7 separate regions of the Mus musculus genome follow, and all the other regions are linked to region 6. The links are chromatin contacts, called in public ChIA-PET and promoter capture Hi-C maps. All regions are on one chromosome and are shown on one strand. Each heading gives the region's core, a stretch centred on a gene start, on an enhancer-like site or on the middle of the called end of the contact. The rest is flanking DNA. Distances are from core to core; before and after follow the strand shown. Region 1 holds the start of Zfp638 (zinc finger protein 638). Region 2 holds the start of Vax2os (ventral anterior homeobox 2, opposite strand). Region 3 holds the start of Clec4f (C-type lectin domain family 4, member f). Region 4 holds the start of Paip2b (poly(A) binding protein interacting protein 2B). Region 5 holds the start of Nagk (N-acetylglucosamine kinase). Region 6 holds the start of Wbp1 (WW domain binding protein 1). Region 7 holds the start of Tex261 (testis expressed gene 261).

Region 1 (3,397 bases), core at 58-2,557, 790 kb before region 6:
CAAATATGAAAGTACACATTACAGAATATGGAAATATAAAAGTCAAAATTTGTAAAGCAGCTTGAGCCCACTAAATCTTAAGTGTATAATCATTAATAACATTTTGAAAAAATGTAATAAACAACTTTATTTTTCTGTGTTAACAGCTTTACATTAATTTTTCTTGTAATCTTTTTCCAGTCTGTCATTTTAAATTTCTAAAATTAAGCAGTAAACACAACTCCCCTGAAAAACAAGTTAACCCATCATACACAAAATGAAGAGAGGGAGAATTTTATGTGAGAGTGAACAATTTCCAAACTGGTTAGGAAAGATTGACTCCACATGGTCGGGTGGATCCTGGTAAGAAGCTTTTCTTCAGAACTTTTCACATTGAGTGCGCCTTCCAGAATTCCCAAACTGCCAAAGGGTAATTTTAATATTAAATAGCTCGAGGCTACAATCACTGTCAAGCTCAAAGATTTTGTAATACTGAGACTCCCTCATAGGCAATTACTTCAAACAACAAAGGACGTCTGGCACATCCTCGGGGATGAGAGTCGGTGTACAGACCTCTCCGCTCTTCCCCAAGCTAGGAACCACACCAACACAAGCATGTATCCCCACATCAGTGTTCACGACTCCTCTAAGAATGTGGAAGTGTCACCGCCATTTTCGACGACATCCCAGGGCCGACAATCTCGGCTTCGGTGCTCACTGGGGCGCTTGGCCCACAACAGCCCGCACACCCCGCTCCCAGCCCCCTGCAAGGAAGCTCTTCCAGCCCGACTAAGGGCGCACGCGGCCCGCGGGGCTCCGAAAGGCGCTCGGGCACGCGGCGGTCTTCCCGCTAGCTGTCAGGCCTGGGGAGCGGCAGACCCGCGGCGCTGGGGAAGGGGCAGCCGGACTCCCCGAGGGCGCCGCCCGCTCCTCCTCAGAGCAGCAGCATCCGGCGGCTGCGCCCACGGGCACTGCGGCGCGACGGCGCGGTCGGCGAGTGGCGAGGGGAAACAGGCCACGGCCGAGGCCCACCCGGGGTCCCTCAGCTCCACCCGCCCCGCCGCCGCCATCTTGTACGCAGCGGCTGCGACACATACAATAGTCGACCGCGACCTGGCAGGGACCGCTCGGGGCCTGCGCTAAGGACCTCTGCCTTCCAGTCCCCGGCTCCCCGCAAGGCAGCGGCCCTACCTATGCCTACCGACTAACAGCTGGATCCCATCCGTGCCCCACACAGTTTAGCACTCGGCCTCCAGTCACCGCGATGAAGCAGCTACCGCCTCCATGGGACTACACGCATGCGCATCTTCGCCTAAAGCCCTCGTCCGCTCACTGCGCCTGCGTGCCTCAGGCTCCGCGTTCTCCAGAGACGCTGTCGGGGGACAAGGCCGCCCTCTGCCAGAAGGGGGCGATCGCCAGCTATGGCTGGTCCTACACCTGCAGCGGTCTGGGTAACATCACTCAAGATTTTAGAACCTGCAAACCATCCCTCTTCTCTTCCATGAAGCCTTCTCTGATTACTATTCCCTCAGTATCACAACGTAACATTCACTTATTAACATATTCTCGCTTTTACTGCTCACTCCCATCGCCCCCTTTTTAAAGAAAAGGTCTGGAACTTTGAACTCACATAGATCCCACCTGCTTCTGCCTTCCAACTGTTGGAATTATAAGTGTGTGCCTCCACACCCAAGTACGTTGTAGCTGTCTTCAGGCACCCCAGATTAGGAATGGTTGTGAGTCACCATGTAGTTGCTGGGATTTGAACTCGTGAGCTTCAGAATAGCAGTCAGTGCTCCTAACCACTGAGCCATCTCTCCAGCCCTTATCTCCCACCTCTTAAATGGGAAATTACACCGTGCAGTGTTGGTACAGGCCTTTAATCTCAGCACTTGACAGGCAAGATGCAGGCAGAAATCTGGGAAAGAAGCCAGCCTGGTCTACAGAAGATGTTCCAGGACAACCAAAGCTACACATCCCTGTCTCAAACAACACAAAATAGATAGAATAATAAAATGGGAAATTAGAAAGGAATAAAAGTTAAGGGCTGAACTGATTGATGGCTCAGCTGTTAAGAGCACTAGCTGCTCTTCCAGAGGTCCTGAGTTCAATTTCCAGCAACCACATGGTGGCTCACAACCATCTGTAATGGGATCTGATGACTGCTTCTGGTGTGTCTGAAGACAGCTACAGTGTACTCATATACATAAAATAAATAAATAATTCTAAAAAAAAAGTTTAAGTCAAAAGACTAATATTGAAAAATTTTTATATCATTTCAGAATTCAAAAAATAAACTACCTGAGTGGTGAACATCTATAATCCTGATTGATTTTACCCATGAAAAAGATTGGGCTAAAATTTTTTTAACTGTTTTCTTCAATGTTCTATCTTTTTAAATTGACTCAGTTATGCCAATATAAGCTAGTTCAAAAAAATTAAAGGACTGCAGGACAGTGGTGAACTGCCTTTAATCCCAGCACCTGGGAGGCAGAGGCAGGTGGATTTCTGAGTTCGAGGCCAGCCTGGTCTAGAGTGAGTTCCAGGACAGCCAGGGCTACACAGAGAAACCCTGTCTTGAAAAAAAAAACAAAAAACAAAAAAAAACAAAACAAAAAAAACAAACAAACAAACAAAAAAACAAGAAATTACAAATTAAAAAAAATAAAAATTAAAGAACCATCCTCCTCGGTGAAATTTTTAGGAGTCCAGTGGTGTGGAGCAAGCAGAGATATTCCTTCCAAGGTGAAAGGTAAGTTACTGTACCTGGATCCTCCCACCATCCAGAAAGAAGCACAACGTTTAATGGGTCTATATGGACTCTGGAATGAACTACAATCCAGAAAGGAGTTGTAATGCTGCAGCTGTCCACTTCTTGGTGGTGCAGGTATAATGTTCAGGACTGCCAGTAAGCCAGGTCCTAGACTTCTCTCCCTCAGTCAACAGATCATAGGGAACCCCCCATAAGGCTTTAGGTACACGCTTGGCAGCAGACAGCTAGCTCAATTGGTCCAGTCTCGAGGATTGTTCCAGCCAGAGCTTCAGTTATGCTCTGCACTTTCCCATCACATAGGGATTGACAGCAAATGATAAAGCTAGCTTTCCCAGAACTTGGCCCATATCTCAATTTTCTTAGGGCCCCCAGAGGATGCCCTCACCCCAGACAGCTGGAGGCAATTTAAGAGAATGATAGCCTCACTCCCAAAAGGTGGGGTGGGTGGTTTTATGGTCATTTCATGGGTGATGGAAGTTTGTCATCATTAAAGGGGGGTTGATCACAAGTTGTAAATGGTCGTGATCAGGAAGGAAACCAAGTATAGGAGGTTAGATTCAAGGATCTCCTCTTTTTCTCTTTATCCTTTTTTCTCTCCTACCTAGTGTTAGGGGGAAGGGGGGGAAGAGGGGATGGAAAAAAAGG
Region 2 (3,544 bases), core at 831-3,330, 590 kb before region 6:
CCACACTACAGGATCTTGACCAAGGGACGGGCACAAGGGATGCCTTAGAGACTGTGGCTTCCTGGAGGAAGCCTCACTGTGGAAGTCATCTTGGTGGCACAGTATTTATGCCAGCGGCTGGAGACAACGCTTCCATTTTGAAGGCAGGGTGAGCAGACCAGGGGCTACCAGCTTTGTATTCTCAGAGGAAATCTGAGACGTTGGCCAAGCAGATGGTCTGACTCTCCTTTACCTCTAAACTGCTGGCTTTGCACAGCAGCTCATTCTCTGGGGCCACGATGTGTGTGTGTGTGTGTGTGTGTGTGTGTGTGTGTGTGTGTTGGGGGGTAGTTAAGAGAGATTTCTGACTAACACATCACACCAGTAGACAGAATCTGCAGGTCACTCCAGTGCTACCCCACTCCTTCCTTCCACAAATATTTACGGAGAGCCTGCAGACTGTTTTCTGTGACAGCACCCTGGATCCTCAGGCAGCTTCCTGAAGAGGAGGGAATCCTGGAGGCAGGAGGTGAGACAGCAGTTCCGCTCACCTCAGCCTCCAGCTGCCCTTGGCCTTTCCAGTGCTAAAAACCTCTCTCAACCAATGCCACACCCGGGCGTGGGAAGGAGGGTGAAAAGAAGTGGAGAGGGTGGGGTCATTTCTTATGCCCACATAAGCTCTCCTTTGCACCTTAGAAGAATTGAGGGGGCTACGTACTCAGAGGACCAGAGGACAAGGGTAAAATGTACTAAGGAGGGCTCTTAATTTTGGACAATGGGGGCTTGCCTTCCCCAGTGTTGGGTTGGCTTTTCTCATGGAAGCCTCTACCCTCAGCTGTGGTGGGGCTTCGAGCAGTGACTGACACGGGTGACCCTGCCTAGGAGGGATTAGCAGTAAATGACGTCCCCGGCATTTCAGGCCTGTAATGACAGCCTTGTCATTAAATGGGGGAGGGGCAGAGGGATTTACGTTTCTGCATTTGCTTTTTATTTCAGTCCAGTGGATAACTGTACTTGTATTTAATATTTCCATTATATTTTACAAATGTAAAGGAATTACCTTGTGTGGGTACATTATAAAAGTATACCCCTGAAGAGGTACCCGGCATGCGCGTCTCTACTTGACTTAAATGGCTCTATCCCAGAGGACAGAGGGCCACATTTTACTCCCACCTCTGCAAGTCTGCACCAGAGACAGTCCCACTGATGCCCACGAGCAAGATTTATTTGATCTACATAAAGGTTGGTAGAATGGAGGAAGATGGTGTTTGGGCGCATAACTCAGTCATCCTGACCAGGGGAGACGCCTATTCTTAATGCATAGCACTGGCAAGGTCCTTAGCCTAAGAGCTTAGGCTGTGTCTTCATTTCTGGAAGGCTTGCAGATTCCCTCAACGAAACTCAACTGGTGGTCGCTCCTTGTCCTTAGAACCCCTCAGATGACAAAAGGGAATTCATATTAACCCCAGGTAACCTACAAGTCCTCACACCTGCGGGGATTCCTGGTGGTGTAACTGTCTTACACCATCAAGCGGGTCCCTAGAATGGCAGTAGCCACCCAGCCTTCCAATGACCACACCTATTCCCAGGAGTGTTTCTTTATTCAGGGTCCCTGGCAGCGTCTTAATTTAAGAGAGCTTCCTGTACCTCCATGCCCTGCCCTAGCTGGCTCTCAGATCCCCAGGGCCACTCACATGGTGACAGTGGTGGTGGGGGTCAGGAAAGTTGTACTCCACCTGCTCTAAGATATTGACTTGGGTGACAGAAACCTAGGTTTCCCTCCGTAAAAGAAAGTTGGCTACAGGCCTCCTGAGGCCTGTGGGAGGCAGCTGGGGGAAGCCAAGTGAGTGAGTCCGAAACCCCAGGATGGCGGAAAAACAACAGGCCTCAGGCCTAGGATCCAGTTGACCGCAGGACCCGAGACTTCTTTCTCCAAGTGTCTACCTGGGAGAGGCCCAGACCCAGGATACTGGCATTGGAGGTTTGGATCTGGATGAGCGATGGCAGGAGAGTGCCGGGAAAGCAAGTTTGCTGCGGGGGTTGAAGGGGGATGGGTGAAGGGGCTCCGACTTCGGGTGAGGGCGGGTGGAGCCGAGGAAGAAAGCGTCGGCCAGGCCAGGCGGCCAGGCCAGGCGGAGGAGCGCCGGAGCCGGCGGTATCCAAGCGAGTGGGAAAACTGGAGCAGCGGAGCCGCGGCAGGTCAGGCTACCCTACCGCCCACCCAGCCATCTCTAAGCCTCAACCCACGCAAGGCTAGGTGCTGGGAAATAAGGCTGGGTTGAAGCGGGGACGCATCCGACTGCCTGCGTGGCCCAGCCTTCCTCAGCAGCTGCCCACTCGGGTCCCTCCCAATCCTGTCCCTACAGCGCGCGCGTGACTTTCTCCGCCCTTGCTCCGGGGACCCCGGCGCGGAGGCCCTGGCTCTCGGTGTCGGGCTTCTCCAACTGATTCGTGTCCTTACTACACCAACCAGCCCGGATGGGCCTAGAGAGAGAGAAAGAGAGAGAGAGAGAGAGAGAGAGAGAGAGAGAGAGAGAGCACCGGTCCAGCAGGACGAAACAAGGTCCAGCCCCCTGCTTTGTCCCCCGCGTTCAGCTCAGTGTCCCGCACACAATAGGCACTCGGAGTATTTACAGGATGAACTACCAAATGAATGAACCACTGTATGATCTGAGAGATGGACGTTGTAGGGATGTCGGAGGCCCCAGGAAAGGCAGCTTGGTGGCCCAGGGAATCAGAGCTGCGGCTGTCCCCTTACCTCGTACCAGGATGCGGCGGCAGTGGTCTGTCTCACCGAGCGCCTGCTGTCCGTCGCTGTCCCCTCCGCTCTCCCTGGAGCCCGCAGGGCTGGAGGCGGAGGTCCCAGCAATCTCCCTCGGACTCGCGCTACCTGTGTCAGCACGCAAATCTTCCGCTCCGCGGTGCTCTCCGTGACGCCCGCTGCGGCCACCAGGCTCCTCCCGGCGCTTGGGGCCGCGGTCCCGCTCCGCGCCCCCATCGCCCATGCCCGCCGCCACTGCTGCTTGGGCCACAGCAGCCGCTAGTCCTAGCTCAGGGTAGCAGGTCCCTCCCTGCCCCTCCCCACCCCTTCCTCCATCTGCCCCGCCCCCTACAGGCCCCGCCCCCGTCGGCGATTGGGCGCGAGCTGGGGTTCCAGGACTCTGGGTGGATCCAGTAGGCGCAGCGCAACGGGAGTTCGTTCAGGGGGAGGAAAAAAGGAGGAGGGAGTGAGGGGAAGAGAGACAAGGGGAGGGAAAGAGGAGAAGGAGGAGGGATAGGAGGAAAAGAGATATGTGGAGAAGGGGGAGGGGATGGTGTCTTCGCGCCTCCTCGCGTGGGGCGGTGTTTAGAGCCTGGCAATGGGAGACTGGACAGCCCCGTGGTACAGAAGACCGCCCCACACCCTCTCATAAACTTTATTACTCCCTACCCATTGGTCCCTCTCGCCCTCTTCCCTCTGTTCCCTATATCTCCAGGGAAATGCACCTAGCTTTCAGTCTGGCTCCGCTTGATGGAAAACTCAGAGCTCGAGGAGGCGACCCTGACTCGACCCGGCAGAAAAGAG
Region 3 (3,514 bases), core at 616-3,115, 530 kb before region 6:
GCATCCCGACCCCTATGGCAAGCCTCTATCTCCAAAAGTATCTATATTGTGATCCATGACAATAGCAAAATTACAGTTATGAAGTAGCAACAATAGTTTTATGGCTGGGGTCACCACCACCTGAGGACCTGCATTAAAGGGTCGCGCACAGCACTGGGAAGGCTGAGAACCATTGGCTTAGATGAAGGTGGACTCTGATTTGTATTCCCTGACTGCTCTCCTGACACCAAGCTGGGTTCCCCTGACATCCTTTCTGTCAAACAGCAGCTGTGCACCCATCATTTGATCGTTCTGATGCTAACTCCCAGATAGCAGAGACCTCACAGTCTGAGAGTTCTGAGAGTCTCTTACAAGACTGTCCCCACTTCAGAGATCTGTGACTAGTAGGTTGCCAAGCAACCCATTCTTCTGTCTGTCTTACAGCCAATGCCATGACATTCAGCTTTGATGGTTCCCTAGAACAAACCATCGAACTACATGCAAACACTGGGTAGACTATTCAGAGTTTGTTGGAAGGGATAGCCTGAGCCAATGGAAAGATATAAAGCAAGGTTTAGCAGCTCCTGAGCACCATACTTCTGTGTCTCAGGAGTCAGGGTGAGATTGAGCCTTCTGTATTTTCTTGCTCAAGTTTGTTGTTTGAGAGAGACAGGGTCAGCTGAGTATGACGTTGAACTTCTGATCTTTTCCTGTCTCTGTCTCCTGAGTTGTATAGTCACGGGCATGTACCCCATATCTTGTTTAAAGACTGCCTGGGATGGAAGCCAGGGCCTTATGTGTGTAAGACAAGTGATTTACCAACTGAGCTACAGCTCAAACCCTACCTTGCTTAGGATTCTTGTGACTTCCTGTGAAGTCCTTCTCACAGGGATGTCTGAGAGTAGGGGAGGGGGGGGTGGAGGTTTCTAATCAATGTGGCCTTTCTGGAACTGGTGGCCATCCCAGAAAGGACCTGAGTCATCTCACCAAAAGAACCCAGGTGTGCTCAGAGGGAATTCATTATGATAACCAAGGATTATCGTCACTCAGGAGTTAGGCTTGCAGGAACTTTGACCTAGGACACAGCCAACAATCACATATAAAGTCTGTCAGGGCCTTTCTGGTGACCTGTCTGTAAAGTTCTGAGGTTTGGACTGGCCAGGCTCCCGGTCTTTGCCTCCCCCTACAAATTCTCCCACCTCGTGCACTGTTTTTGTTTGTTTGGTTTTTGAGACAGGGTCTCACTATGTGGCTCTGACTGGCCTAGAACTCACTATGTACACCAGCTTGGCCTCAAACTCAGAGAGATCAACCTGCCTCTGCCTCCCAGGTGCTGGGATTAAAGCTGTGTGCTACCTCAAGCCTGATGAAAATCAGAGGCCAGTGCTGGGCATCTTCCCTTATCTCTTCCCACCTTTATTAAAAAAGAGCTAATTGATTCAGTGAGGCAGCCTGGCTAGAAAGCTGTAAGGATCTTCCTACCTCCACCTCCCAACACTGTGACTACAGGCACATGCTGCTGTGCCCAGTTTTTGATGTGGGTGGTGCTGGGGAGCCAAACTCTGGTCTTCATGCTTAGCGCTTCATGCTTCAAGCGCTTCACTGTCTGAGCCATCTCCTCAGCCTCTCAAGAATGTTTCCCCTGTAAAGTTGACAGTCCCCTTCTTAGGGGCAGATTGCAGACCCTGCTGAAGGGGGTTGGGTGGTGTGTGGCTCTGAGGCAGAGGCTGGCATGGAGCCAGGGGCAGAGGGGGAAAGGGCTGTTGGGCTCTTGGCCTCTGTAACTCCAAGAGGAGGAGGGGCCAGTGGTAACATTGGATTTCTGCAGAGTCAGAGGGAGGAGGCAGGTTTGGGAAGTTGTCCTGACCTCAGGAGAACATAGATCAGGCTCCCACTGTGTTTCAGGCTCTCACTACTGTGGGCTTGCAGGACAGGCTTTAGGAACCAGTGGCAAGAACGGTGCAGGAGGATGAAGGAGGCCGAGCTGAACAGAGATATGGCTAGATATTGCACAGACAACCAGTGTGTCTCCCTACAGCCCCAAGGTAAGAATATTTAGGTAAGAATATTGCCTATACCCTGCCCTCTGAGCCCATCTTTGCCAGCCCAGAGATTTGTATCATCCCTGCCTTGGTTCCATAGTAAATAGATGGGTCAGAATAAACAGGTCGGCAGAGGACCAGAACTCTGAGCACCCCAGGCTCTATATGAAACCTCCAAGAGCCCCTCCACTGGGTACAGTAACCCGATGTCAGGAAAAATGTGCACTTGGAGTTCAGATGGGCCTGGTTTTGAACCCCGGCTTTGCCCTCCACCTAGCCCGTGCACCCTCTGGAGCTGGTGCTCTCCGAGATCATTAGTGGGTGCATCCCTGGCTAGTAACCAATTTCCCAGAAGGCCCTAGACATGCGTCCAGGGCAACATGTCAAGCTCTGTGGAAGGCTCCAGGGATGAAACCATCCACCCCAGGGACACTAATGCTTGATGTGGTCAGGCTTGTTAACAGAATGGGGACCTGTGGTCTGGACCCCTGCTATGTACCTTCTTTCCACCTGCTTTCAGCCTTCACTTTCTTCTTTCTTTATGATCGCACCCACAGCAACGCTTTCTCTGGGACGGGTTTCATGTCTAGGACACCACTGCAGCCTCTGTGGGTTGTGAGCCCCATACCTTTGGCTGTTACCTGTCCTGAGAGAATGCTTTCTTTCCCTGTGAGAAGCATGGCAGTTGTTCTCATCTCTAACGGACAAGTCAGGGGACTGTGTCAAGACCGACAGTCCTGGCTCTCCCTGCACTCTTACCCTGAGTCTTGGCTTCTCCCCTGCAGGACTGGGGCCTAAGTCAGCTGCTCTCATGGCTCCCAGGACCCTGCGGCACGTCCAGGTCATTCTGGCATTAATGGTGGTGACTGTGATCTTTTCTCTCCTTGCTCTTTTTGTGGTGGGTAAGTTCTCGGGTGACTTTAGCCACAACTCACTCTCCCTCTGTGCAAAGGTCCCAAGAGACCCAGATGGCAGTCTTCTGGACATTTCTGCTCTCTGAAGTAACATTTTGCCACCAACCTAGGCCCAGACCTGGAGTCAACAGAGCCCACTGGGCTGTGAGATGGCTCTCGAGAATGGAGGCTTCTGGGAAGGGGGGCAGGCTTGATGCTCCTCTCTTTCTGGAACCCAGCTTGTGTGGGAAGTCTATTATGTCAGGGCTATGGATTGAGCTGACCCAGGAATGGCATTCTCAGCTTCACAGCCTTGGAGACCTGAGTGGAATAAAGAGCCTCCCTCCCTCCTGCTTCGGGGAAGCAACAACTCTGGACACGACAGTGAGTAGTTCCAGTGAGGACGCGCCTCAGGGAGCTGGCTGTGGGGTGTGGGGCACAGACTCTGCTGCAGCTTCTCTTCCAGCTCCTGTTCCCACGCCGAGCTTCAGCTCCCACCTTCCTCCTAAAACATATTGTAAACTTATTTTTTGATACAGGATCTCATACAATCCAGGTTGGTTTCAAACTAAAAAGCCAAGAATCACCTTAAATGTCTGA
Region 4 (3,396 bases), core at 443-2,942, 710 kb before region 6:
CCAGCCTGGTCTACAAAGTGAGTTCCAGGACAGCCAGAGCTACACAGAGAAACCCTGTCTCGAAAACAAACAAACAAACAAACAAAGTAGATTCATTGAGAAAAACAGTGGGTGATAGACCTGGAGTACCTAAAGGACCAATTATGGGAGAATATTCCTTTAGGAGGGAGGAGGAAAAAGTTAATGTTAGACAGTGAATTTATCTACATATTTTCATTATATAACTACTTGTTTACTAAACCTATATTTTGTGTTGTGATTGTAATTAGCACAGTGGGTAGGAGAAGACAGATGTATGAGAAGTTTTTTTATTTTTAATTCCACTTTAATAAAAAGATTTATGTGCACGAGTGTTTTAACTTCAAGTATGTATATGGATTCAGTACTCTGGAGGCCAGAAGAGGGCATCTAATTCCCTGGAGCTAGAGTTACTGGTGGTTGTAAGCCACCATGAGGTGCTGAAAACTGAACCTGTCTTCTGCAATAGCAGCAAATGCTCTTAACTGTTGATCCACCACTCCAGCCATCAATATCCTATCTTCTTTTTATGGACATAACTTAAAATTTGGATATTGTTTTAGTTAGGGTTTGTATTCCTGCACAAACATCATGGCCAAGAAGCAAATTGGGGAGGAAAGGGTTTATTCAGCTTACACTTCCACATTGCTGTTCATCACCAAAGGAAATCAGGACTGGAACTCAAGCAGGTCAGCAAGCAGGAGCTGGTGCAGAGGTCATGGAGGGATGTTACTTACTGGATTGCTTTCCCTGGCTTGCTCAGCTTGCTTTCTTACAGAACCCAGGACTACTAGCCTAGGTATGGCAGCACCCACAACAGGTCCTCCCACCCTGATCACTAATTGACAAAATGACTTACAGCCGGATCTCATGGAGGCATTTCCTCAAGTGAAGCTCCTTTCTCTGTGATAACTCCAGCTTGTGTCAAGTTGACACATAAAACTAACTAATACAAGGTATCTTAAACCCAAAGGACAGAACAAGTGTGTGTGTGTGTGTGTGTGTGTGTGAATGTGAGTGTGTGTCTTGTTTTTCTGAGACTTGGTCGCAATATGAGCTCAAGCTGGCCCTGAGGAATTTGTGATTTTCCTGCCTCAATCTTGAGCCTGCTGGGACTGAAAATGTCAAATTTGTTTCTAAAAACGTGGAAGCAACCCTTTCTGTTCTTCCAATCTCCCAAATAGTCCTAATTTTTAACCTCACGACTTAACACAGAAGCAAATTCCCGCTCTCAAAACTCATCTCTAACTAATGGACAGATGAGGAAATCCCTGAATCCTACTCCCTTTTCTAAAGTGATCTAGACAAGTGACACAGGCTTCCAGCTTAGCCAATGGATGAAGCGGGAGCAGAAGCCTTTGTAAACAAACCCGGAGTCCTTGCACTCTGGCTCCTCCCCAACATGGAGGTGATTCATCCTTGGCCTGGAAATCTAGGCGTGACCAATGCTTCTTCAGCCAATCAGAGCTGGGAGTCTCCATCGAGGGCGGAGCGAATGGACAGACGCTAAGACCAATCAAAAACTGGAACTTCTGAAAGAGCTGGGCGGGCATTGTTTCACATTTAGACCAATCAAAACCAGGTAAGTGAGCGGCATTCTCTGCTGTCCAATAGATGGACGGGGCGTTGTCCGGCAGCCAATGAATGGCGCTGGGGGGCGGGGCGAGACGCGCGTGTGAGGCCGAGGTACCTCGAGCGTTTGTGCGCCGAGGCTCGCGCTCTTAGGAGGCGGCGCTGTGCTGTGGTGCGGACCTCGGGGCGGCGTTGTCCGCGCGGCCAGGTGGGTTGAGGCGTCGGGGCTGGGATCGTCTGGCCACCCGGGACTGCGCACAGCCCCTCTACCCGCGGGCTGCCCGGGAGCGCGCACAGCCCCTTCCCAGCGCGGCCCGGGCCCAGGCCGTCCGACGCTCTGGCGCTCGCGGGCCAGCTCCTCTCACCTCATCCCTTTTCACCATCCTTGCTACGTATGACCTGCCGCCTCCTGGCGCCCCTCCTCTCTCTCGCCTTCTGAGACGTTCACTCTCAACCTCAGGATTTCAGCCTCATTTCCCCCGGAAACTAACACCTCTCACTTTGCTTTTTGTAGGCACCTGGAAGGGTGAAGGCGAGAGGCAGATGACGACGCTGAACACAGGCTCCGCAAGGTTCGGAACTGCAATGGGCTTGCTTAAACTCTCTCTGCCTCCCCTTCAATGCCATCTAATCCCACTCTTCTTCTAGAATCATTGTCCTCATAAAGTGCTTTTGCTCAAAACTGCTGAAAATGCAGGTGGAAAGGCTTGCCAGCAGCAACCAATTTGAAATCTGTTACGTGGAACGGGATGGAACGGGATTCTGACCCAGCTTAGAGCACTAATTTACACTATGAGGAAGGGCCTGGTCATCCCGGACGTCCGTAAGATACGGGATATATGTGATTATCACACACAGCCTCTGAGAGAATTACAACAGCCCAGAGGCGACCTTCAGCATTATCTTTACAGAGAATTTATTTGTTTATACCTCATAGTATGGCAGTGTTTGGCTTCCTGTGGTGGTTCTAACCATATGTTTCTAGATGGCCTTCCACACTGTCTCAAACCCAAATAAAAATATGCCAGACGTTTACTGCGAATAAATTAGCTTATCACTCATAGTTTTAACTGAGATTTTAGAAGTTGAGGAGTATTAGACAATAGGGGTTTTATTTTGGAAGCCAGAGGACATTGAGTATTGGAATACGTCTAGTACTTTAGGCAGAAAGGGAGAAAGAATAAGATATCTATCCATATCCAAAATTGCATTGTTCTCATGTTGTCATTTTCTTGGCTTTATATCTGGAATTGTTTTTCTTGGTTTTCAAAAAGGAAAATTAAGTCGTAGTTTAGCATCAGATTCACTGTTGTGGAGTTTGTAAGCTTTACTTTACTATTTTTCTTATCCAATTTGTAGCACATAACAGTATATAGTTCCTTGTGTTTTGCTGTGGTAAGATTTTTGTCGTAGTAGAGAAAGAAGTCTGTTAGAGGAAATTAAAATCAGTCTTTCCTCATAGGTGACAGCATTGCCTCGCAGGCCTTATGTTTGTGCCATATTTTTCACACTGGAAAGAGCGGAATCTTAAAACTGTTGTGATTTTTGTCAATTATAGCAGTTGTCTAAGTCATGGGTAAAATACGATCTCTGAGTTGGTCACTATAGTACGATCTCTGAGTTGGTCACTATAGTAAACTGTTGTAAGTCTGCATTTGAAAATCAAATGTACCTACCATGTCTTTGATAAATCTGTGCTTAGTGATCACTTGTTTGGAAATTTAGAAGATGGTAGCTTGTGCTTCCTTCCTTTGATCTTAAAGTTTAGTAGAGGAGAGACCTATAAGCCAAGAATTAAATGCACAG
Region 5 (3,847 bases), core at 118-2,617, 670 kb before region 6:
AGAAACTATCACCAGTCAGGGAGAAACTCATACTGCCTTCAGCAACTAAGCCCTCCTGAGTTAAATCCCTGGGGTAAGTGGTACTTTAGAAGAAGGGTGATACGTGTAGGAGGATGTCCTACTGACCAATACTTTTTGTTGTTGTTGTTTTGTTTTGTTTTGTTTTTTTGTTTTTCAAGACAGGGTTTTTCTGTGTAGCCCTGGCTGTCCTGGAACTCACTGTGTAGACCAGGCTGTCCTCGAACTCAGAAATCTGCCTGCCTCTGCCTCCCAAGTGCTGGGATTAAAGGCGTGCGCCACCACCGCCCGGCTCTGACCAATACTTCTTGTAATAGACAATAAAGACTCGATCCAACTCAAAGAGTAGTACATCAAGAGTACATCCGAAGGGATATTAATGCATGAGACAGTAGATTAAAAATCCAAATTAATTTCTTGACAAACTGGGAAAAATAAGTTCTACCTTCCATATGAATATAACAAGGCTAAGTGCAAACTCCTACGCTGTGCTGAGGGTTTTTCCTTGTAAGGTATCATAAATAAAGCCAGGGGTCATCCGCTTTCGCAATTCACGGGAAGAGACTTCCGGGTAAATCAGCAGCAAGCAGCTAGGATACCAAATCTTCCTATCAGGTCCTGATTTGACACACCCAGTTCCACAAAATGCTTGTCACGCGCAGGGGACCGGATAAACCACCATCTTGCTCACTCTTGTCCTTGCCTTACGTCTCACCCAAAGCCATGCTTAGTAGAGCTACTTCCCAAAGTCAAGCAGACCAGCTTCTAAGCAGGAGAATATAGGAACCAAGGGCGTTCGGGGCCGACAGCAGTGGAGGGTCCGGAGCACCAAGATAAGACAGTGCTCTGGTGACAGCTGCTTAACTCCCGGGTTCCCTTGTGCATGAATCTCAGTCTCAGCTTCTGCCTCTTTCCCACGTCCACCCGCGACCGGCAACTTCCCACCTGACCCCCCAGCTCTGCACAACTCTCCAGGTTGACACAAGAGCCCTGTGGCAGAAAGGTGATGGCCGGGAGGGGCGTGGTCGCACCGTGGAGCACAAAGGCACCGGGCATGGTGTGGGCCGCCGCCCCCTGACCCGCCGCTCCCGGACGGACAGCCTTCGGCCGATCCAGCGCTCACCCTTCCACGCCACCATAAAGCGCGGCCATACTACCGTTGCCACCGCTGGTCCGCCGTAGCAACCTCGACCCTAGCCGTGACTTCGCTCCCGCCCACACGGGCACCGCCCCTTGTCATGTGACTACGACGCGCTTGCGTAGGGTGTGGATGCTACGTCCTCTCTCGCCCCTGCTGTCGCCTCCCGCAGCTTTCCCCTCCGGTTTTTTCTAGCCCGCCGTTCAAGTGACTGCTTCGCGAGGAGGCGGCACCCCAGCTGAGGCTCCTGGGAGGGTGTGTGAGGGCTGCCAAGGGCCAGCCGGAAGTAGCTGGCAGACGCGCGCTAACTGTGGGGTGCGCACGCGCAGACGCTTTTGGAGGCAAGCTCAGAGTCTGGCGGATGTGTCTGAGGACCAGGGCGGGAGCCAACGTCCAGACCACCCCACCCTGGCTCATGAGCGCACACTCTACCTTGTGCTGAGTACGCTGAGCAGGTCTCAGTGAGGCCCCAGGCTGCTGTCAGCTGAGGTTTGTGCGGCGGTGAGGATAGAGCCCAGGGTTTCATGTGTGTCAGGCTAGCGCTCTACAAGTGATCTGAGTCCAACTCTGTTCTTTCTGGACTGTATCTCGTCTGTATAACCCAGACTGGCATGGAATGCAATGCTGGCTCAGCATGCTAAAAACTGGCACTCACAGACCATATTTCACCTTCTGGCCACCACCTGCTCAACTCTAAACTGTGCAGTGGAACTGGAGGAAGAGAGGAAGATACCGTTAGGTCCTGTAGAAGAGTGACTCCTGCGTGTTTCCTCAGGCTCCAGGTTGTTCCAGCCCTACTTAAGAGGCAGCTTCAATAGCCAGGAGGACTGTCTGCTGCTCTTGACATTTCTTTGAGACTTCAGATGGAGTCTCCTTGGGGCTAGCATGTCTCTGTCCAACCTCGGACCTCTGAGCCTGCCTCCTGTGGAGAAATCTTGAACTGGGATCCTCTTTCCCTGTCAGATAATTGGGTCCGGTTGTGTTTTGATGTAAACAGTTGGGAAGGTGGGCACACAGAGCCTCATATATCCCAAACTCACCTCAGACTCTGGCTGAGGATGACCTTAAACTCCTGATTCTCCTGCCCCACCTCCCAAGTGCTAGGATGTTTTGGTGTAGGCTTGCTTTCTAAGGTTCCAGAGTGAATGAATTCTTTACCTCCTTTCTTACCTATGTGACTCAGTAAAGCACCAAATAATTCAAGAATAGAAATAACATTATTGCCTGATAGAGAAACTAGAGGGAAGTGAGACATTACCATTCACAGTACTTCAGAGCTGGAAAATGCTTCCTCCAACAACATCTTTAGAATCAAAGATAATTCCATAGGATTCTGATTGAATGGAAGTTTTGGCAAGAGTGTGATGTTGTGGGTGAATTCTGATGGAAAAGTTCCCTTTAGCACTGGTGTAATGAGTCTTGGGATCCATTTGTGACAGCGCTGATGTGCTTTTGTTCTGTTGTTTGAATCTTTTTGTAATGAGATTGCAAGTCACCAGGACTGGCCCTACACTCCTGAGGTGTCTGAGGCTGTCCTTGAATCCCAGTCTTTCTGTCTCCACCCCCTAAATGCTCGGATGAAAGGACCACACTGCCCTCCTGGCTTTGCATTACTTGTTTAGAAAGGAATACAGAGAGAAAGTTTGGTTTAAAGACAAGATTGACTTCTGAATTTGGGTGAGAATTACTGTAATCGCTGCCAGTTCTCCCCTTCACAATGAAGATGAGAAACCTCAGGGCCAAGACATGGCTCAGAGGGTAATAGCACCTGCTGCTCTTGCAAAGGACTGGAGGTGTGTTCCCAGGACCTACATCAGGGCTCACAAACCCTGTCACTGCAGCCCCAGGGGATTCAACTCTGTTTTCTGGCCTCCTTGGGCACTCTCCACTAATACGTGCACATATCATTTAAAATTAAACATAAAAAAGATTTCGAACTCCTAAAGATCCGATCAGATAGAGGTCATGTGGCCCAGGCTCATCTCAACCTCCCTATGTAGACAAGAAGAATTTTGAACTTCATATCCTTCTGCCTCAACTTCCCAAGTGCTAGAATTACAGGTAATCACCACCATGCCTGACTTATGTAATACTGGTAACTGATCCCAGGGTTTTGTATACTGTAGACAACCTATCTACCAACTGAACTACATCCCCAACCCAGTAGCTAATTGTATTTATATCCACATGTACTCTTATGCACTTTAAAAATGCACAGGCTAGTGTCCCTTTTTCCTTTCTGCTGGGTACTCAATGTCGAAATGAGCAAGTTCATGAAACCCAGGAAAGTGTGCTGGTCCTGGCTAGATGCTACTCTGGACACAAAGCTGTCATCAACATTGATGATGGCACCTCAGACCACCCTTACAGCCACGCCCTGGTGGCTGGAATTGACTGCTTTCCCCTAAAAGTGACAGCTTCCATGGGCAAGAAGAAAATTGCCAAGACATCCAAGATCAAGTTCTTTGTAAAAGTTTATAACTACAACCACTTCATGCCCACGAGGTACTCAGTCAATAGCCCCTTGGACAAAACTGTTGTCAACAAGGATATGTTTAGAGATCCATCTTTAAAATGCAAGGCCAGGCAGGAACCCAAGATCACGTCTGAGGAGCCATACAAGACAAGGAAGAACACATGGGTTTTCCAGAAGCTTCACTTTTAGGTATATTTTTGTTTCTGTCACTATAA
Region 6 (3,527 bases), core at 345-2,844:
TAAGGAATTTCCTTAGGAAGCTGCTGAAGTGTAGGCTGTCGTGGCGCAGACCTGTGCCCCAGAGCTTGAGAGACAGGAGGATGGTTACAAATTCCGAGGCATCTAAAAATACATATAGATAGCCTGACACAATCAATCAATAAACTGGGAGAGGGGTATGGGGTGTGGAAACTGGGAGAGCTGGTGATGGCCCGAGTCCAGAAGAAAGTAGTAAAAGGAATAGAGAAACCTGCACTGAAGCCTGGATGTATGACGGAAGTAGCTACTTAGTGGGAGAAAAAAGGAATCCAGGGTAATTCTTTTTGGTTTGAGCCAAATCCAAGTTGATGTTTTTTCCTGAGATACTATTTAAAATAACAGCAACAACAAAAACCTACACAAGGGGCAGGCAGGGTACCATACTTTTGTTTCCTCCTTTGGACCTGAGTGAGAGGCAGGAACCCTGGGAAGAGAAGTGTGGTATTAAGGGTCCCTAAAGATGGGGACAGTGGCACAAGCATTTGATCCCAGCACCTAGGGAACAGAGGCAAGAGTGTGAGCTCCAGGCTGGCCTGGTCTACATAGTGACTTACAGGGCAGCCAAAGTTATATAGTGAGACCGCCTCGAAACAAAAACAAACGAAAATAGGGGTGGGTGACCCCAAAAACCTCGCCATTTGGTTCTCAGACATCCTCTGTCTCTTTCCCCAGCGAGCCCTCCTCCAGAAGGCGCGGAGCCAGCCGTCCCCGACTCTGCCTCTGCCAGTGGGTGGGGGCTGCCCTGCCCCTGCCCTCACCGAAGAGATGCTGCTGAAGCGTGAGGAGCGTGCACGGAAGCGGCGGCTGCAGGCGGCGAGGAGGGCCGAGGAGCACAAAAATCAGACAATTGAGCGCCTCACCAAGACGGCCGCTCCTAGCGGGCGTGGAGGGCGCGGGGCGGCGCGGGGCGAGCGGCGCGGAGGACGGGCTGCTGCCCCGGCCCCTGCACCCATGGTGCGCTACTGCAGCGGGGCACAGGGCTCCACCTTGTCTTTTCCTCCCGGCGTTCCCACACCCACGGCGGTGGCACAGCGGCCTGCCCCATCGGGCCCCGCTCCACGATGCTCTGTCCCCGGCTGCCCCCACCCGCGTCGTTATGCCTGCTCCCGCACCGGCCAGGCCCTTTGCAGCCTACAGTGCTACCGCATCAACCTGCAGCTACGGCTGGGAGGGCCCGAGGGCCCGGGGTCCCCACTCCTGGCCACCTAAGACCTCTCCCACGCCACATTCCTGCTGTCTCCCCCACCCTATTAAATTTCGTACAGTGCCTCAGCTTGTATCGAATTGCTGGAGTGGGAAGCCGGCGGAGTCTGAACCTGAGTGTGTAAAGTCATTCAGCCAATCGGCGAAAATTTTTGTGCTGAACGGCCGTTCATTGGCCGATAAGTCAAAGCTTGTTCTGTTGTCCGTACTGGCTATTGTTGCTGTCAGTCAGGCATTTGGTCGAGCCTTTCCCCTGTCTTTGTCTGTGTGAGTTCTTGTTGTCTGGGAGAGCGGCACAGGCGCCGCTGCGGATTGGGCAAAAGGAGAAACCTGTGACCGGTTCCTATTGGCTGATCTGTTAGTTAGCGATTCTGATTGGCTGGACTGAGCAACTGTGTCCTCTGGAGGTGCTCTCCCCGGCCGGGAGCTCCGGCCGCGGAGTGATGGTGGCACCGGTGGCGATGGGCCGGGCAGGGACCATGGAAGTGGCGGCAGAGGTGGCAGGGGCGGGGCAGCTGGCGGTGGAGGAGGCTGTGGTCTTCAGGGGTCTGTAGGTGGAGGCATGGCTCGGGCCAGCAGCAGGAACAGCAGCGAAGAGGCCTGGGGGTCACTTCAGGCGCCGCAACAGCAGGTATCCCAGCAGCTCTAAAAGCTTATCTCACTACAGCCATTTATTTCTCTTTCCCCTTTCCTGTCACTTCCTGTCCGGGGTGGGGGAGGAGCTCATGGAGCCAAAGGTACTCTGAAGTTCCTGAACATGACCATTCTACTCTTTGTCTAGACTTATTACGTAGATGCAGTTGACTTTACCTGCACCCTCTTAGACCCCATCTCATGGTTGCAATGCAAGCCTGCAGTGGCTCTCCAGTTACCAGAGGCGTAGTGAAACCCCCAGGGAGGTTCCCTCTGTCTTGCAGCAGTTATTTGTGATGTTTTTCTCTGTGCCTATTGTCACAGCAGAGTCCGGCAGCATCTTCTCTTGAGGGAGCAATTTGGAGACGAGCTGGAACCCAGACTCGCGCCCTGGATACCATCCTTTATCATCCACAGCAATCCCATCTGGTTGGGAGCACTGCTCTGGGTCTCACACTGTGCCTCCTCTACCCCAGGGAGCTTGAGACCCAGGGGTGGAAAAAAAAAACCATCTTGGGGGTGTGGGAGGCAGACCTTTGGGGTGGGAGATGTTGAAAGCTTTTTAGCTTTGGAAATGGCCTTAAATTCCTACCCATTGTCACACTATGTTTTGTTTCTTTTAAAACATTAGCCTACAAAAAACCACCCTTGGGGCCAGGCTTCTGTGAGAAAAGTATTGGGTTTAAAGAACTGATATCACTTTCTCTGTATTTACACTTTACTTTCTCACTAGTTTCTGGCATTTTAAATCTTCCATACTGATAGCCCTACATATAGACCCTCCTTTTAGCATCCCATGCCATCCTTCCAAGCTAGGTCGGCTCGTGGGTGGGACTGTATGTGCGTGCAGGAGGTGGGGGTGGACAGGGCCTTGGGTAGAAGCCCCTGGTTCTTAGTGCCTCCTTGCCTCCAGCTTCGAGAGCTGTGCCCAGGAGTGAATACCCAGCCCTACCTCTGTGAGACTGGTCATTGCTGTGGGGAGACTGGCTGCTGCACCTACTACTATGAACTCTGGTGTGAGTCTTCAAAGGGATCCATCTCAGGTTCCATGCCCATCCTCCCTTGGATTTCTGAACTCAGCTACCAAAGACCCTTCTCTGCTTAGGGCTGGAGTCTGGGGTGGTGGTCTGAGTTGTGCCCTCTTTGCCTCCTGCAGGGTTCTGGCTGCTTTGGACTGTCCTCATCCTCTTTAGCTGCTGTTGTGCCTTCCGCCACCGAAGGGCTAAACTCAGGCTGCAACAGCAACAGCGGCAGCGTGAAATCAACTTGTTGGCTTACCATGGGGCATGCCACGGGGCTGGCCCTGTTCCAACCGGTTCACTGCTTGACCTTCGTGAGTGACCTGAAGCTCTTGGATGCAGAACCAGTAGCCCCTTCCAAGCCAGGACCCTCAACCACCCCACACTTCCACTGGCAGACATTTCAGAGCACTCTTGTAGCTCAGGTCCTTCAGTCATCCATGCTGTTCTCTCTCCTGCAGGCCTCCTCAGCGCCTTCAAACCCCCAGCCTACGAGGATGTGGTTCACCACCCAGGCACACCGCCACCTCCTTACACTGTGGGCCCAGGCTACCCTTGGACTACTTCCAGTGAATGCACCCGCTGCTCTTCCGAATCCAGCTGCTCTGCCCACTTGGAGGGGACAAATGTAGAAGGTGTTTCCTCCCAGCAGAG
Region 7 (3,325 bases), core at 261-2,760, 650 kb before region 6:
ATCCTCCAGGGTTGTAAAGCCCCAAGCCGCAAACATCTTGTGCCATGTTATTTCACCAATCAGGATTTAGGGATGGGGAACTTCCTTAGGAAGATGTCTTTGTGTACACTTGTCCTGCTCCCATTGGTTAGGGTATTCAACGGCTGCAGGGAACTTGCCTTTGTCTAAAATTCATGTCTTAACTTGTCTACCAGGATGGGACTTGTTTTGACTAAAATTCATATCTTAACTTGTTAACCAGGATGTCAGCTGCCCACATACCTGTCTCTCTCTGCCAATTAGGAAGTCAGTTCCCAGGGAAGTCTTGGGAACTTAAACTTTACTTGACCCCTACTCAAAATGGAGGGGGGGTCTTATTTTAAATAGTTTCTTATATCTCTTATGTTGGGGTTCATCCCAGGGGCAGCTTATAACAGCAAATCCCATAAAAGCTTATAGTCAGGTGCAGAAAGTATTGTTGGATGGTCACTTCAGACCCAAACTTGCTGTGAGTAACCATGCAAAGCATTTCTATTTAGATTGGTTTCCCAGGGCACAGAACAAAACAGAATACATAACCAATCCTGGCATTAGAAAGTTTCCTAGTAACAGTAGAAACATGAGCAAGTTTCCTTATAATGGCAGGCTGGCCAGGTGACAGTTACCTAGGCCTTAATATTGTACCTAGTCCTTAACATATAATATCTACCATTCCAGCACTCAAAACTACTTAGTGTCACCAAGGCCAGCCTGGAGGCACATAAGGCTGTTTCAAAAAAAGAAAAGATCTTTGCATGATGTTTCTACACCTTTAATCCCAGGATTTGGGATAAAGCAGAGGCAGGCTGGTCTCTGTGAGTTCAAGGTTAGCCTGATTTACATAGCAGGTTGCAGGACTACATAGAGACCCTTAATCAAAACAGACAAAACCAAAACCAAAGTTATATTTTGCCCTAGTACGGAGACTCCACACATCTGAAACCCTACCAATTGAGAGCTGGAGATGGGAGAGTTGACAGTTCAAAGGCCAGCCTGAGCTATGAGACCCTCCCTTTCTGAAAATAACAAACAAAAAGTTTGTTTGAGATAAGAGGCTTGTTGGCACTCTGAGCTTACCTGTGTCAGCCACTAGGTGGTGCTCTCTCAGATGATTACCTGCGGTGTCGCAAGTACAGTCAGTGCTTAGCTGTTGCTTTAGTCCCCACGCAAAAGTGAAGACCTGCATTGCAAAAGACCTCAGCCTAGAGGGAGAGTTAAGGCTGAAGGTGACCATTTAAAGGCACCTGGGATTCCAGATTATGCGGCTTCCTAGTGTGTGACCTGAGAGAAGGGAATCTTCCTCTCCCAGAAAATTAGGATCCAAGGCTGTGCGGAGCAGGCTTGAGCCAGGATTGGTTCCAATCAATCTGGGCTCTGTGTAGGCGCTCCGTACCGGGTGCAGCGCGATTTCGATCCTCCGAGCCGGTTAGCGGCGCTCGCGGGCTTGGCGGGGGCGCAGGGGCCGCGGCGCTCCGCCCTGCTCCTCTCGGCGTCCTCTGGGCGGGGACAGCACGGCGGCGGCCGCTCAGTGTCGCGGGAGCCGGACCGCGCAGGCCCGTCCCGGCGGCCCGGGGGGCGCCATGTGGTTCATGTACGTGCTGAGCTGGCTGTCGCTGTTCATCCAGGTGGCATTCATCACTCTGGCCGTCGGTGAGAGCGCTGACCCGGGCCGCGCGCGCCCCGATGCCCCGAGCCGCCAACCGCTGCTGCTCTTTGCAGCTGGGCGCTGACGACCCCGAGCTGGTCCTACTGGACCTCTGCGGAACCTTCCGGTGGGGATGCTTGGTTCCCGAGACGCATCCTTGCTCTTGGAGCCCTGAGCTCCCTACTCAGCCTGTCCCCTCCAGCTGGGACAGGGGGAAGGCCCCTGTCTGTCTCACCCGGCTGTGTGCTAGTGTACAGCACCCGGCCTGTAAACTAAGTGTTCTGCAGGTGTTGATTGACGAGTGAAGTTTAAGGTTCCCGGAACAGAGGTTAACTTTATGCTGTGCGGTCAAATCCAATATTTCTACAGTTGTCTTGGCAAAGTTCTATCTACTTGTGCAGATGAGAAGGACATCCCAGGGGTGCTTTGGCTTGTTCCCGACTTCCTGGAGTCTGAGGAGGGTTGGTGGGGGACTACAGGATGAGCAGGCTGGTGGGAGTGTCCCTGGCTGATCTCTTCCTGTTTGTCCCCCTCCCTCTGGGACCCCCTTCTCCTACCCAGCGGCTGGACTGTACTACCTTGCAGAGCTGATAGAAGAGTACACGGTGGCCACCAGCCGAATCATCAAATACATGATCTGGGTAAGTGGCCGCTTTTCCCTGGAGTAGTCACCCAGGGCTTGTTTGCCCTACATCAGAAACAGGAAGTGGGGACTGTTTGAGCTGGGGCTGTTTTGGTGCTGAGAACCCAGGATCTGAGGGTGTCCCACTTGCTTCCCTGCCCTGCAGTCTGCACTCCTGGGTCCAGATCACCCCTGGCCCTCCAGCCTCAGGTGGCATAGTTTCACAACCTACTGCCATTCCTTAAGGTGACAGTGCAGATATTTCATTGATAGGTATTCATGGCTTCGCTTTCCTGTGTCTGTCTCACAGTGTCCACGGTCTCTAACACCAGGTCCCCAATCCCAGCCCAGGCTTAGAACTTATAGGGACAATAAGGACAGTTTGTAACGCTTAGTTAGCTATTGCCCTCTCTCCACTCAGTGTCATTTGTCCTAAGGGAGAATGTCCAGCCCTTTCTCTTCCCTCATGGAGGTTTCTTTTCCTGAAGACTTGGTCCCTGTCCCTGTTAGAGAGGCTGTGAGGAAGACTGAGGTGCGGGGGGGGGGGGGGGGGAGGATACCTTTGGACAGAAAAGTTCACCTTTCAGTCGCCTAAAGTCTGCAGCTACTTTCACTCTCAACGTAGCCTGGGGTTGTAGTTTGTGGTAAAGACAGGGCTACAGCCAGCTCATTGGCTCAGTCTGTGGGTGTGGTTGGGATAGCAATTAGACCTTTCATCACCGACAACCGAAGCCTTTCTCAGACTGCCTGCTGGATTCATCACTGAGTTACGTAATTGATTCAGTAGATCATGCTTAGCATTCAAGGAAGCTATGAAATGGGACATGGGGGTACAGGCATGCATGCGGCCTTCGGTTAGATCCTCAGCTCCAGCTCCAAAAACAGTGCTAACAGTAAAAACGAGAGCAGGCAAAGTGAGTGTGCGCTCTGTCACACGTTGGGTATGTGTTTGGTGGAGTGCTGTATAAAATGTTTTTTTTTTCTTACTTTGGATCACTGTCTAAAATGTTTTAGAAGTGGCCTTCAGAGAGACCACCTTT

The links. Promoter capture Hi-C pulls out the DNA fragments that hold promoters and counts their contacts. ChIA-PET counts read pairs in DNA pulled down with a chosen protein or histone mark.
Region 1: an RNA polymerase II ChIA-PET map of memory CD8 T cells shows a contact between it and region 6, with 11 read pairs. The contact joins the promoter of Zfp638 here to the promoter of Wbp1 in region 6. A contact is called at or near these places in 2 of 39 promoter capture datasets (cranial neural crest and pre-B cells) and 1 of 115 datasets of contacts at active chromatin or transcription factors (memory CD8 T cells).
Region 2: an RNA polymerase II ChIA-PET map of memory CD8 T cells shows a contact between it and region 6, with 15 read pairs. The contact joins the promoter of Vax2os here to the promoter of Wbp1 in region 6. A contact is called at or near these places in 5 of 39 promoter capture datasets (cranial neural crest, embryonic stem cells, frontonasal cranial neural crest and 2 more) and 2 of 115 datasets of contacts at active chromatin or transcription factors (cardiomyocytes and memory CD8 T cells).
Region 3: a promoter capture Hi-C map of stem cell-derived epiblast-like cells shows a contact between it and region 6, with 2.9 times the contacts expected there. The contact joins the promoter of Clec4f here to the promoter of Wbp1 in region 6. A contact is called at or near these places in 5 of 39 promoter capture datasets (cranial neural crest, hippocampal neurons, liver and 2 more) and 1 of 115 datasets of contacts at active chromatin or transcription factors (memory CD8 T cells).
Region 4: a contact with region 6 is called in a promoter capture Hi-C map of pre-B cells. The contact joins the promoter of Paip2b here to the promoter of Wbp1 in region 6. A contact is called at or near these places in 2 of 39 promoter capture datasets (neural stem cells and pre-B cells), 1 of 115 datasets of contacts at active chromatin or transcription factors (effector CD8 T cells) and 2 of 9 other capture datasets (adipose tissue and pancreatic islet).
Region 5: a promoter capture Hi-C map of pre-B cells shows a contact between it and region 6, with 4 times the contacts expected there. The contact joins the promoter of Nagk here to the promoter of Wbp1 in region 6. A contact is called at or near these places in 8 of 39 promoter capture datasets (the HPC-7 cell line, cranial neural crest, embryonic stem cells and 5 more), 4 of 115 datasets of contacts at active chromatin or transcription factors (bone marrow-derived dendritic cells, extraembryonic endoderm stem cells, memory CD8 T cells and 1 more) and 2 of 9 other capture datasets (adipose tissue and liver).
Region 7: a contact with region 6 is called in a promoter capture Hi-C map of pre-B cells, with 4 times the contacts expected there. The contact joins the promoter of Tex261 here to the promoter of Wbp1 in region 6. A contact is called at or near these places in 5 of 39 promoter capture datasets (cranial neural crest, embryonic stem cells, hematopoietic stem and progenitor cells and 2 more), 1 of 484 Hi-C or Micro-C datasets (CD8 T cells), 2 of 115 datasets of contacts at active chromatin or transcription factors (bone marrow-derived macrophages and memory CD8 T cells) and 2 of 9 other capture datasets (adipose tissue and liver).

The regions. Positions count from the first base shown.
Region 1 is chr6:83,912,263-83,915,659 of GRCm38.p6, reverse strand. Zfp638 (zinc finger protein 638) reads right to left here and starts at 1,307. Exons shown (of 27, transcript NM_001355286.1): 1 at 1,181-1,307.
Region 2 is chr6:83,710,737-83,714,280 of GRCm38.p6, reverse strand. Vax2os (ventral anterior homeobox 2, opposite strand) reads left to right here and starts at 2,080. Exons shown (of 6, transcript NR_002871.2): 1 at 2,080-2,178; 2 at 3,456-3,544. It overlaps Vax2 (ventral anterior homeobox 2), which reads right to left and starts at 3,042. Exons shown (of 3, transcript NM_011912.4): 1 at 2,738-3,042. The coding sequence starts at 2,984. It overlaps Gm32943 (a long non-coding RNA gene), which reads left to right. Exons shown (of 4, transcript XR_003956456.1): 2 at 12-508; 3 at 1,033-1,221; 4 at 1,357-1,483.
Region 3 is chr6:83,654,467-83,657,980 of GRCm38.p6, reverse strand. It overlaps Clec4f (C-type lectin domain family 4, member f), which reads left to right and starts at 1,865. Exons shown (of 7, transcript NM_016751.3): 1 at 1,865-2,024; 2 at 2,807-2,923; 3 at 3,218-3,298. The coding sequence starts at 1,949.
Region 4 is chr6:83,830,037-83,833,432 of GRCm38.p6, reverse strand. Paip2b (poly(A) binding protein interacting protein 2B) reads left to right here and starts at 1,692. Exons shown (of 5, transcript NM_146169.2): 1 at 1,692-1,798; 2 at 2,105-2,162. The coding sequence starts at 2,134.
Region 5 is chr6:83,792,577-83,796,423 of GRCm38.p6, reverse strand. Nagk (N-acetylglucosamine kinase) reads right to left here and starts at 1,367. Exons shown (of 10, transcript NM_019542.2): 1 at 1,142-1,367. The coding sequence starts at 1,170. It also overlaps the pseudogene Gm7443 and the pseudogene LOC665004.
Region 6 is chr6:83,119,528-83,123,054 of GRCm38.p6, reverse strand. It overlaps Wbp1 (WW domain binding protein 1), which reads left to right and starts at 1,594. Exons shown (of 5, transcript NM_016757.2): 1 at 1,594-1,852; 2 at 2,179-2,283; 3 at 2,768-2,870; 4 at 3,011-3,187; 5 at 3,335-3,527. The coding sequence starts at 1,784. It overlaps Ino80b (INO80 complex subunit B), which reads left to right. Exons shown (of 5, transcript NM_023547.2): 5 at 691-1,290. The coding sequence ends at 1,227.
Region 7 is chr6:83,773,997-83,777,321 of GRCm38.p6, reverse strand. It overlaps Tex261 (testis expressed gene 261), which reads left to right and starts at 1,510. Exons shown (of 6, transcript NM_009357.2): 1 at 1,510-1,668; 2 at 2,225-2,304. The coding sequence starts at 1,599. Gm52907 (predicted gene, 52907) reads right to left here and starts at 1,387. Exons shown (of 2, transcript NR_168047.1): 1 at 1,096-1,387.